Linked DNA regions of Sus scrofa: region 2 is linked to region 1. Evidence: chromatin contacts called from public HiChIP or PLAC-seq data. All regions are on one chromosome and are shown on one strand. The core of a region is the stretch at or near the end of the contact, and the rest is flanking DNA. Distances in the headings are between cores, read along the strand shown. Region 1 holds the start of LVRN (aminopeptidase Q). Region 2 holds the start of ARL14EPL (ARL14 effector protein-like).

Evidence for each region. HiChIP or PLAC-seq counts read pairs in DNA pulled down with a chosen protein or histone mark.
Region 2: an H3K27ac HiChIP or PLAC-seq map of alveolar macrophages shows a contact between it and region 1. The contact joins the promoter of ARL14EPL here to the promoter of LVRN in region 1. A contact is called at or near these places in 1 of 47 Hi-C or Micro-C datasets (embryonic fibroblasts) and 2 of 2 datasets of contacts at active chromatin or transcription factors (alveolar macrophages and skeletal muscle).

The regions. Positions count from the first base shown.
Region 1 is chr2:120,113,917-120,119,975 of Sscrofa11.1, reverse strand. LVRN (aminopeptidase Q) reads right to left here and starts at 2,392. Exons shown (of 19, transcript XM_013995045.2): 1 at 1,519-2,392. The coding sequence starts at 2,216.
Region 2 is chr2:120,192,465-120,198,203 of Sscrofa11.1, reverse strand. ARL14EPL (ARL14 effector protein-like) reads right to left here and starts at 3,281. Exons shown (of 4, transcript XM_013995047.2): 1 at 1,383-3,281. It overlaps LVRN (aminopeptidase Q), which reads right to left. Exons shown (of 19, transcript XM_013995045.2): 19 at 4,476-5,739.

The DNA of each region.
Region 1 (6,059 bases), core at 1,143-3,642:
GGAAAGGGACATTCCTTTTCTGTGTTTGTTAGGGCAGCCTGTCCTGGCCTTAGTTGCACTGAAATAGGAGGAAGGAAGAGACGAGTGAAGAGATGAAGATTTACTAACTGCCAGAAAACACTGTCAGGCAAGTGTACAAAAAGCATCCTTTTTTTTTTTCCCCTCTGAAAAATCTTCCATCCTGAACAACACACAGTTATTTCAAAAGGCTTCCAGAGCCCCAAAGTCCAGTAACACGTTATCATCATGCGCAAGTTTTCAAAATTATTTCTCAATCACTGATGCCTTTTTTTGAAAGAAAAATCAAGCACTTTGTCTTTAAAAACAAAAGCTACAGATTACACATCCACTTAGGCAGCTTATTAAACTTATTTGAAACCCTGAAGTTTCGAAAATAGTGCAGAAGAATATTTAGGGGGTAATTTAGTGGATTTCTTTCCCTCAGAGAACATCTGAGAACATTTTCTCTAATAATAAAGGGCAGAGTACATGCAGTTGTGTAAACCGCAAATGCTCCACTAGTGTGTGAGTGAAGCAGGAGCTCACCAGTCTGAAAAAAGACCATTTCCCTGGCGCTTGCCTGAGGTCAGTAATATGGTCGCAGAGCATGGAAAGAGCATTTCGTGTGGAAGACATTATCGCAAAGGAGTGTAAAAAGAACACATGTACCCTTCCTGAGCTTGCAAACTCAGAGGGGAGGTCTCTTGTCATCGCTTTTACTATTCCCCCCCACCCTCCCCACCCCAGGGCAGGAATCCTGAAACTCTGGCACAAAGCAGTTCAAAGAGCAGGGAGGGGCGCGGATGCGGGCTGCTCACCAGCAAAACGGCATGCAGGGCTCAGGCAGAGGGCAGGAGGACAGGAATGAAAAGGAAATTCCGACGTTTTGGAGAACCTTAGCAAAAAAAAAAAAAAACACTATGAAACAAACAGCCCCAACGTGGGTCTATTCCTTGTTAAGAGCAGCAGTTAGGGAGCGCCCAGTCAAAAGAGACAGAGTAGGAAAAGCGCAAAAGGGCGCTGGGGAGGAACAGCGGAGCGACTGGAGTGCTCTCGCCCCATGCTTTTGCAACTTTAATGCCAGTGCATCCCCCAGGATCTCCGTTAAAACGCACGCTGGGCGCCTAGGAAGCTGCATTTCTAACAAGCTTCCACGTATTACGGCTATTGCTGGTTCGCGGACCAAACTTTTGAGTAGCAAGGGATTTGCTCAATTATGAAGAGAACTTCTGGTGTAGCAGAGACCTTAATAGGGGCAATGAGAGAAATAAACTGGATGGGCTGCAATGGGCTGAAAACGGGCCAGAGAAAGAACTGCAGCCTTGAAGCCTTTTATTCCGAGCAGTTTCTGGAGTGAAAGGGAGGAAGAAGAAACTCACAATCTTGCGCTAGAAGAAAACGTCGCGGGTGGCTAGGTGTTTGGGGAATAGCAGGAAACGCACCTAGGAAGCCGGACCCGCAGCCTGCGCAGGGGACTTGGGGCGGGGGCCGAGGAGGTTGGGCCCGGCCTGCTCTTACCTGCGCTTACCCTGATCCGTGTAGAGGTTGAGGAAGAGTCCCTCCCTGGTGTCCTGGTACACCGGGCCGGAGAAGCTGAGTTGCAGCTCATAGCGGCTACCGGGCTGCAGGGCCTGGCCGAGCTCCAACACCATGTACTGCATATCCAGCGCAAACCACACCTCGTCCACCGGCACGCGGCCCACGGTGGCGTCTTTGGTGTCTGGGGACAGGGGACCTCGCACCTCGGCGCTTTCACAGTCCAGGAAGAGGCTATGCAGCAGCAACCTCGCTGTGGCTGCCATGCAGCGTACGGTGATGTTCACCCGGCCAGTGAAGCGCAACCCCGGCACGGAGAGCTCGTCTGGCCGCAGCAGGGGCCATAGCTCCAGCTCATAGTGCAGCGGCACGAGCCAGGGCGGCAGGCGCAGCTGGTCCCAGGGCCCCGGGGGTCGCCACTTGCGCGGGGTGGCGGCCACCTCCAGCTCCTGAGTTGGGCCGGGCTTAGGGGTTGGCGGCGGCTCCTCCGGCGCGCCAGGCTGGGAGGGCTCAGTGTCTGGAACCCCGCTGTGGTGAAGCTCCGACGGCAGGACGCGCGCGCAGTGGCCGTACAGTGCAGCGAGCACCGCCAGCGCCAGCAGGAGCGCAGCAGCCAGCCCCGCGAGGAGCAGGGCTCCCGCGCGGCTCACGTAGAAGCCAGAGCTGGAAGGGGGTCCCATGGCTGCGACCTGGGGCAGAGATGAGGCGACGGCAGCTCAGACCCCCAGCCTGGCTGCTCACTGATGGGATTCCCGCCCCTGCTCTCTTGTATGGTCCCTCCCTCCTCCTTGAGGAGCCTGGGAGACAGGAGAATGGTTGGGACCACGGCTTCCCCTCCCAGCTAATAAGATCCAGGTCCCTGCCTGCGAACCCCCGCCCCCGCCAGGACCTAGGGAAGAGGCGGACCGGCTCAACCAAGTGCGCGCCCCTTTGGGTGCGAAGAAAAATACCTCGAAGAAGAGGCTTCCAGAGTTGGCACGCGGGGAGGGGGACAGTCGAACAAAACTAATTTGGGCAACTTTGACGGGGATATTTGAATTCAAGGGTTTGGTGGGGTTCCCCGGTGCAGTTTCATGTGTTGTGGCAAAAGAGACACTGCAGTGATGACCTGCTGCCAGCACACCTGCTGGTCACCGTGCCAGGATTCCTGCGTTAAAGGGTGGGGTGGGGACTTATGGACCACAACTTTGGGGGACGTGCTCTGAAATGACCCTTTGAAGGACAGCCATGCCGTCTGAACTAATTTCCAGAGCCAAATTTTTGGCCCTAAATTTGCCTCCTGAATAAGCTCGAGACTCAAGCGGCCCAGGCAGAGAGTATGAGGCTGGAAATAAGGTCAGGGATACCCCTGACCCTTTCCAAACTTGGGATGTGGGGCTGGAAGAGGGGGCGACAAAGAGCCAGAGAGTTTGGCATCTGCGTTTCTGGGTGAAGGAAGGCGGGGGGCTGCTTTATATCGGGAAGGGACTGGGCGAAAAGCGGCCTCTTAACTGCAACTAACTACCTGGATGCGGTTTCCAGTCCTGGAGTAGGGTCTACCTCTAGGCCTCCCTTCCCAGGGAAAGGGGACATCCTGCTTTCGAAACCCGCCAATTTCAAGCAAAGAGAATGAGACACTCCGGTGGCCTGCCTTTCCACTCCGAAACTGCAGAACCTCGCGGTGAGCTCTTTGGCATCCAGGGCATCTGTTTGCTATTTACCAGATGCTCCTGGGAGAGTTCGGTGTCCTGGGAGCCCAATTCCGAGTCTGCAGGCACGCACTACAGTAAATTGGGGATGGGGTTTAAGTGCTCAGGAGGAGGAGGTGCTGGGGAAGAGGGAGGAGAGGTGGTTAAATATCTTGCTGCTGGCTGAAGATTTATTTGAGTTTTTCCCCTGTCTTTAGGCTCCTTCAATTTTTTGTTTTCTTTCTTTCTTTCCTCCTTCCTTCCTTCCTTTCTTTTTTCTTTTTCCTTCCTTCCTTCCTTTTTTTTCTGTCTGTCTTTTCTCAGAAGGAAGGGAATTTTTCTATCACAGCCATAAAACGGTGCAGTCGGCTTTTCTGCTTGGAACTGTATCTCCTCTCCAATGTGGCAACCCTTCCAACTGAGGTCAGAGGCAGCGTAAACCAAGGTGATTTGTCCTGGGATATGTGATCTTCTCCTGCTCCCAGGACTAAAATTAATCACATTTACAAAAAGACCCCCAGAACAAGACAGGGAGGAAAAAAGAGAGACTTGACACCAAACTCGAGCAGATGGTTGTGCTGTAATCTGTGGACCAGTCTCTTGATTACGGATTAGCTTTGCTTTCTTCAGAAATGGAATAATCATATTTAAAAATAATTATGACCACATGCATCACTCTCATAAGATTCTGGGAAGAGCTGAGAGAGGAGAGGCTTTTCCCATTTCCCACTGCATGACCTATCACCGGTCAGGCTGTCAGAATTGTGAGCTACTGAGCTAGTGGGGGCCTCTGGGTATAGGTCATTGTCAGATGGGGATCACCACAGATATGGAGCTAATTAATTATTGGCCTTACCACTCCCTGGACAATTTCTTGAAGGATTTTGATGGATTCCAGACTCCCAAGGTTAAAAAACAAAGAGGAAAGGAAAGTAACAGAATTACTTCAAATTCTTATTAAAGTTGTCCCTCTCTTTAAATTTAAATTAAAACCTCTACTGCAAAGTGTATTCATGGGCCCAATTATTTAATTCCATTTCTCTAATAACATTAAAGAAAAAGAGATTGGCTACCACAAAAAAAGTTTCAGAGTAATAAAATCACATCAAATGGTTGAGCAATTTAAATATCTTTTAAAGGGAAAATATAAATCATTATACCTGACGAATCACTAATGTCACTCAAAAGAGGCTGCGAAATAACATATTGGCTGAGTCATATTAAGGTTAATAACTTTAAAAAGATTGGGAGAGACTATCATATGAAATATTTGACATCTCAGTGAAAGAGGGGTTCTAGGACACAGATCATCTGCCAGGAAAACAGTCACTAGAAAATTAAAAAGAAAAAAATTTCCATGAGTTGCTTAGAAAATACACTTATTATTGAGATCAGCTAAAACAGTGATTCTCAACTGGGAGCACTTTTAGATTCCCCCCTCCCTAGACACTTGGGAAAGTTTAGAAACTTTTTTTTCCCTTTTTTTTTTTTTTTTTTTTTTTTTTGTATTTTAGGGCCATACCCAAGACATATGGAAGTTCCCAGGCTAGGGGTCGAATCAGAGCTGTAGCTACTAGCCTATGCCGCAGCCACAGCCACAGCCACACGGGATATGAGCCATGTCTGTAAACTACACCACAGCTCACAGCCATGCTGGATCCATAACCCTCTGAGCGATGTCAGGGATTGAACTCGGGTCCCATGGATACCAGTTGGATTGTTTCTGCTGCCCCAGCTCAGGAACTCCTGAAGACATTTTTGATTGTCACAATGTTGCATGTATGGTCCTACCAGTATCTACTAAACATCCTCCAATGCACTGTACAGCCCCTACAACAAAGAAATAATCCAAATTGTGATCAGTGCTGCTCTTCAGAAATCCTAAACTAAGCAATAATCCAAGCCTTTTCGATGTTACCCAAGTGAAATTGGGCTGCACTCACAGCATATATAAGTTCCCAGGCTAGGGGTCAAATTGGAACTACAGCTGCTGGCGTAAGCCACAGCTATAGCAACATTGGATCCAAACCGCATCTGGAAACTACACAACAGCTCAGGGCAACAGCAGATTTTTAACCCAGTGAGTGAGGCCAGGGATCGAACCCGCATCCTCACTGATACTAGTCGGAGATGTTACCACTGAGCCACAATGGGAACTCCTCCATCTTAACTTTTTGATCCTTATTACAAACCTCTATAATATTTTATTATCCCCCTTGGGCCACATGACCAAATTTTCTCTTTTTTTTAATTCATTTACTTTGAAGATTTAAATTTTTTGAATGGGTAATACATTCATAAGTTTCAAAATTCAAAACAGTGTGAAACTTATATCTTGCTTCCACTACTTCCATAGTTAATAATTTTTAATAGGTTTTTTTGGCCTAATCTTTCAATATTCCCTTATGCAAATCAAGCAAAGACAACTATATGTACATACATATATATCTTTCTATTCCTCCTCCTTCCGACATTAAAAAATACTACAATAAATATGCAATTCTGCACCTTGCATTTGCATTTAACAAAATAACCTGTGTCTTTCTGTATCAGTCCACAGATATCTTTCACATTCTTTTATACAGCTGCATGCTATTATACTATATATACATGTTATTACAAAGATTTCCCCAGAAAGGTTATTTGAAATGATTCACCAGCTCCCACAGAGTATTTTTACTTAAGCTTTTATTTCAAGGGAAAAGAATATGGTGCAATAAGAGGAGAATAAACACAAGCACTGATATCCCATGAGAGATAGGCCATGTGCAAGCTCCTCAATGGCCCTTACTTGCCTAAGTGGGCCATACTATGTCACCAGTGTGAACCACCAAGGTTTGTGAAAGGAATGCTGTT
Region 2 (5,739 bases), core at 2,032-4,531, 77 kb before region 1:
CTTTGCAGATTGTAACGGACCACCAGTTTCCACACATTGTTTTTTAAGATTTTCCTCTAAATAAATTACAATATATGGAAACAACAAACAAAACTATTGGAAATTAGCATTTCAGCTAAAGCTAGCTTTCATGGATAATATAAGAATATAAGCATATTTTTTGGTAATATAAGCATATTCATTTGTATCAATAAAGTTTATATCAATAAAGTATTCTTAGGCTGTACTTCCTGTATAGTCATATTTTTGATGCAACTATAAACTAAACAGTGATGTTACAACATGAAGCTGTTTTTTTAAAGAAATTCTGCAATTTCATAAAAATCTGTCTAAATAATGTTTGCAAAGTAGAAGCAACAACATATTTAATTTCATTCACCTAAAGTTTCTTTTCAATGAGTCCAAATTTAACTCTTTAAAAAGCATGCTAGAAAGGTTTCCTCCGTTTGAATGACCGTATCTACACGAAACAGTGCCTGTTATTTTCCAGAACTGCTTGCTTGACACCCTATATTTCTGGTTTATATGACACCCTATATTTCTGTAAGTATGTGTGAATTAAAAGCTTTCACCTAAGGCTTCTCAGCATATTAACCATGTCCCAGGCTGACAGGTAAAAGAAAAGCCCAAAGTAAATCGGGTTTAGCACTAAATGAGTTGGACCAAGCCACTGTTTCCCTGTGTGTTAAAATCAGCATAACTAAAATGACCTGAGTTGGTTATTACGCCATTATCCTTCAGTTTCAAATCCACATTTTTGTTCTCAGCTGTGTGGTGTTGGGACTGAGCCTCTCTACAAACCACATTTCGATTTTGCAAGTTCTGCCAACAGGGGGCGCTGAGGGTCAAGGGAAGACTGGAGGAGGAGAAAAGGAGCTTACACTTCCCTGTTTGCCTCTCGTTTCTACCAGCAGCACTTCAGCCCTTCCTCTTGTCAGTAGCTGTTGGATTCCAATTTTCAGAATGCCCACCCCTATCCCTATCCACAGCCCCCTGGGCCAGCCCAATTTGTCCCCTGAGCAAAACCAGCACCAGCTTCCCAGAGCCCAACCTCCACCCCCCGCCATTGGTGTCCCACAAAGGTGAGACACAACTGGAGAAGTTCTCTCCAAGTAGTGAGGGGTCTAAGCCCCACAGTGGCCTTCCCAGCCACAGAGTCCTGCACTGGGAAGGCAACCCCCTGTGACATTTGGCTTTGAAGGCCAGTGGCACTTACTTTTAGGGAGAGCCGGAAGAGGAATAGTTTCCCCTCTTAAAGGGCCCACACAAAATCTCACTCCCTGGGACCCATGGCAGAAACAGTCATTTGAAACGTAACCGTGTCAGACCACTTGCTGATCTTGGAGAGCCTCTTGGAGAGGCAGGGGGAGATTGGGACTCACCCAGGAGACACAGAAGCTGAAGGAGCCATTTGTGGGAGCTCATCCAACCACGAGGACACTGGTGGTGGTAAAAACGACATTTCAGAATCCTCCCTTCAGGGCGGGGACCTGGCCCCACCCACCAGCCAGCCAGCACCAGACCTGGAATGCCCCAGGCCAAGCACCTAGCTGGGGAGGGACACAGCCCCACCCATTAGCAGGCAGCCTGCTGAAGGCTCTTCTGAACCTTGGCCATGCCGGACACAGCCCCACCCATCAGATGGCTGGCACCAGCCCCTGGGACTCTTGTGACAAATGCACCCATCAGAGGGGCCTTAGTCCCTCCCACCTGTGAGCAAATACCAACTTTAGGACTCCTGGGGCCCCACAGCTAGAGACCCCAGGACTGGATCTGCCTACCATTGGGCCAGCATTAGCCCTGGGATCTGGCCTCAACCACCAAAGGGCAGAAACCAGCCTAGGGACCTTCTGCCCACAGCCGTGCACACAAATGGGCAGACACAAGCCCTGGGACCACTGAGGTCCCACAGCCAGCTGTGTCAAGACCTGGCCTATCCACCAGCAGGCTAGCACCGTTCCATGATATTTTGGGCCCCAGACTTGCCTGACAGCATAATGACACCAGTTCTGGGACACCCCAGACCCTGCAACCACAGCCCCACCCACCAGCAGGCTGAACAGGCTCCAGGAACACTGACTTAGCAGCCAGCCACCCTGAGATCTGGACCCACCCACCAGTGGGTCAGTACTAGCTCTAGGATCCCCCTGGGCTTGGAAGCTAGCAGCCTTATGGCCCAGCCTTGCCCACCAGTGAGCAGTCACCAACACTGGGACTCCCCTGGCCATGTAGCCAGCCATGTCAAGACCCAGCCCCAACCCACCAGGGCCAGAAACCCCCATACAAGGCAGGGCCTGACAACCAACCAGACTGGGGGCCAGCCATGCTTACCACTGCAGCCTGGGTAGTCAGCCTGCCACAACAGAAGGATCAGGCAGCCCACATAGAGAGCATCTAGAGCATATAGCCCTGGTGACCAGAGGTGAATGAGCTTCTGGGGCCCATAGGATATATACTGCATAAAGCCACTTCTTCAAGATCAGGAAACATAACCAACATTCCAAATACATAAAAATAAAAACATTGAATTAGGCTGTTTTCTGAGCCTTCGTATTTGGAATATGTTCCAAATGAAGGAAAAAGATAAAACCCCAGAGGAAGAACTAAAAGAAGTGGAGATACACAATGTAACTGACAAAGAGTTGAAAGTAATAATCATAATGATACTCAAACACTCAGGAGAAGAATGGATGAACACAATGAGGAGTTTAACAAAGAGTTAGAAAATGTAGAGAAGAAGCAAACAGCTGAGGAATACAATAACTGAAATAAAAAAAATACTAGGAAGAATCAACAATAGATTAGATGTACAAAGGAATGGTTCAGCAAACACAGAGTAGTGGAAGTCACTCAAGCTGAAGAGAACAAAAGAAAAAATCATTTTAAAAAATGAGGACAGTTTAAGAGATCTTTGGGACAACATCAAGCATACCAACATTCACATTATAGGGGTCCCAGAAGGAGAGAGAGAGAGAAAGGAGAAGTGGACACATGTGAAAATATAACAGCTAAAAGAAGGAAACAGATATACAGGTCCAGGAAGCACAAGGGGTTCCAAATAGGTCAACCCAAAGAGGACCACACCAAGACACACCGTAATTAAAAAGACAAAAATTAAAGCTAAAGAAATAATAGCAGGCGTTCCCCGGTGATACAGTGGGTTAAGGATCTGGCCTTGTCACTGTTGTGGCCCAGTAACTTCCTCATACTGTGCACACAGCCAAAAAAAGAAAAAGAGAAAAGAAAAGAAAAAGAAAGAATATTAAAAGCAGCAAGAGAAAAGCAACACATTACAAGCAAGGGAACTCCCATAAGGCTATCAGCTGACTTTTCAGCAGTTACTCTGCAGACCAGAAGGAAGTGTCATAATATATTTAATTTGATGGAGAGTACTCAAAAAATTAAAAATAGAACTACCATATGGTTGAGTAATTCCACTCTTGAGTATTTATCCAAAGAAAATAAAAACACTAATTAGAAAAGACATATGCATCCCTATGTTTATTGCAGCATTATTTACAATGGCCAAGATATGGAAGCCACCTAAGTGCCCATTATTGGATGATTAGATAAAAAATATGTGGTGTATACAAATACAATGAATACTAGCCACAAAAAATTAAATTTTGCATTTTGCAACAAGATAGATGGACCTAGAGGGTATTATGCTAAGTGAAATCAGTCACAGAAAGACAAATAATGTATGAGTTCACTTATATGTGGAATCCAAAAAATAAGACAAATGAACAAACATAACAAAATAGAAACACAGTCATAGATACAGAGAATAAACAAGTGGTTGCCAGAGGGAAGGGGGTTATGGGGAAGAGAATAGTGGGTGAGGGAGATTAAGAAGTGCAAACTTCCAGCTACAAAATAAAGGCCACAAGTATGAAATGTACAGTATGGGGAATACAGTCAATAGTTCTGAATAGCTTTGTATGGTGACAAATTACAACTCGACCTATCATGCTTATCATTTTGAAATGTATATAAATCATGAATCACTATACCGTGTACCAGGAACTCACATCATATTGTATGTAGGTCAACTATACTTCAAAAACAAAGACACAAAACTCATAGTTGGAAGAGAGAAAAAGAGGAGGAGAAAGCAGTGAGATGATACATGACAGGATTATTGAAAGATAAGATTGGAGAAAATAGAGGAAATATGAAGCTGATATTTAAGAAAATTTAGGAAGATGTTACACGTGTAACAATTTTATGGCTTAACTTTTAAGTTGCTAAATTTAAAGAAAAAACTCTCTGACCTATGATGTATGGTCAAGTCTGTGCAGAGTGTACTTCGGTTTGTCCTCATGGCCAAGTCCTATAGCCTCCTGTTCCCACTCCGGGAGTATCTTCTTGTGAAGTGAATAAGAAAGTGAACCTTTGTCTTGCATTTCAATTTGAGGCTGCATTAACTTACACAAGAAATTGGAAAAAAAAAAAACACCTTAGATCACACTATCTTCAGTCTATATAGCATATTTAAAGGCTTTTAATTGACATATTCTTTAATCTTTATAACATCACTTTGAGGTAGATAGGAGATCTGTACTTTTACCCCATTCTATTCAAATTCAAAATTAAAAAACAAAATCAAAATTAAAACAAGAATTAAATGGTATACACACAAAGTCTAGAGTAAGATGATTTGCCTTAGCAGTCCTGATTACATCAGGTGTGACAAAACTAAGCTGCTTCCATATATTCTGACTGATGAAAATGTTTAAAGTTGACCAAACGACACACAGATTCAATTTGGTCAAATGAAGCCACATTTCAAACAGAATCCCCTGAGTGTAAAGCTGGAAAGATTATTGTCTGGTTAATCTTTTAGTCCCATTTCTCTTTATTTGACCATTTCCCTTTGTGCTGGAGATTAGCCCATAATTGCTATGGTCTGTTGACATCACTGTATCTGCTTCTAAACTTTGGCTGAAAAAGTGTCCATCCCACAGGTGAATTACACAGTCAAGAGCCTCCAAGCAGAGCCTTGCTTTCCATCCGGCCTCCACAACAGCAAGCCTAAAGGCACTTCGTGGATCCTGTGATCCCAGGTCTCTTTGTGAAACCATAAAGTTCAGTAGCCAGAAAAGTGGTGTGATGCAGTAGGCACTGGGGAGAGAAATGAGCAGGAAAAGACACATTTCTTGCCTTTGGAGCATTTAACATGGCTCATAAAATTGTGTCTTCTTTTTCAGACTTGCATTTCTTCGCTTTTTCTGTCTTCTAGTAAATATTATTTCTCTGGTTCCTGTTTCTCTACTCTCTTGTGTCATCTGCTCATTACTCTTTTGAATACTGAACCAAACAAACCCTAGAGTATTACAAATCTGTATTTCCCTCAGAAAATAGTGTTCATTTAGCCAATGATGTCATATTCCACTGGCCTTCACAACAGAATAAGCAAGACGTTCTAAGGTAAATTTGCTTTTACAAGGCATTTAGAGTAAATTATGTGGTTTCAGCCCAACATGAAGTAAAATCTTCCCCAGAAATACACACTGTTGGCAAAATCCTCAGCAATCACTGAGCCTGAGGGCCAAACATGACAACCCGGGAGGAACAGAACGCTGAGAAGAATGTGACTGAAATACAAATAACAAAACGTGTGGTTTTCCAGACTCATGGGAAGACAAAACTGTGACTACATTACAACATGCAAGAGGAAGGCTGAAAGTCGCCACTAAATTATGTGTTTTTTTGTAGCCACACAGCTATCCTGGCACT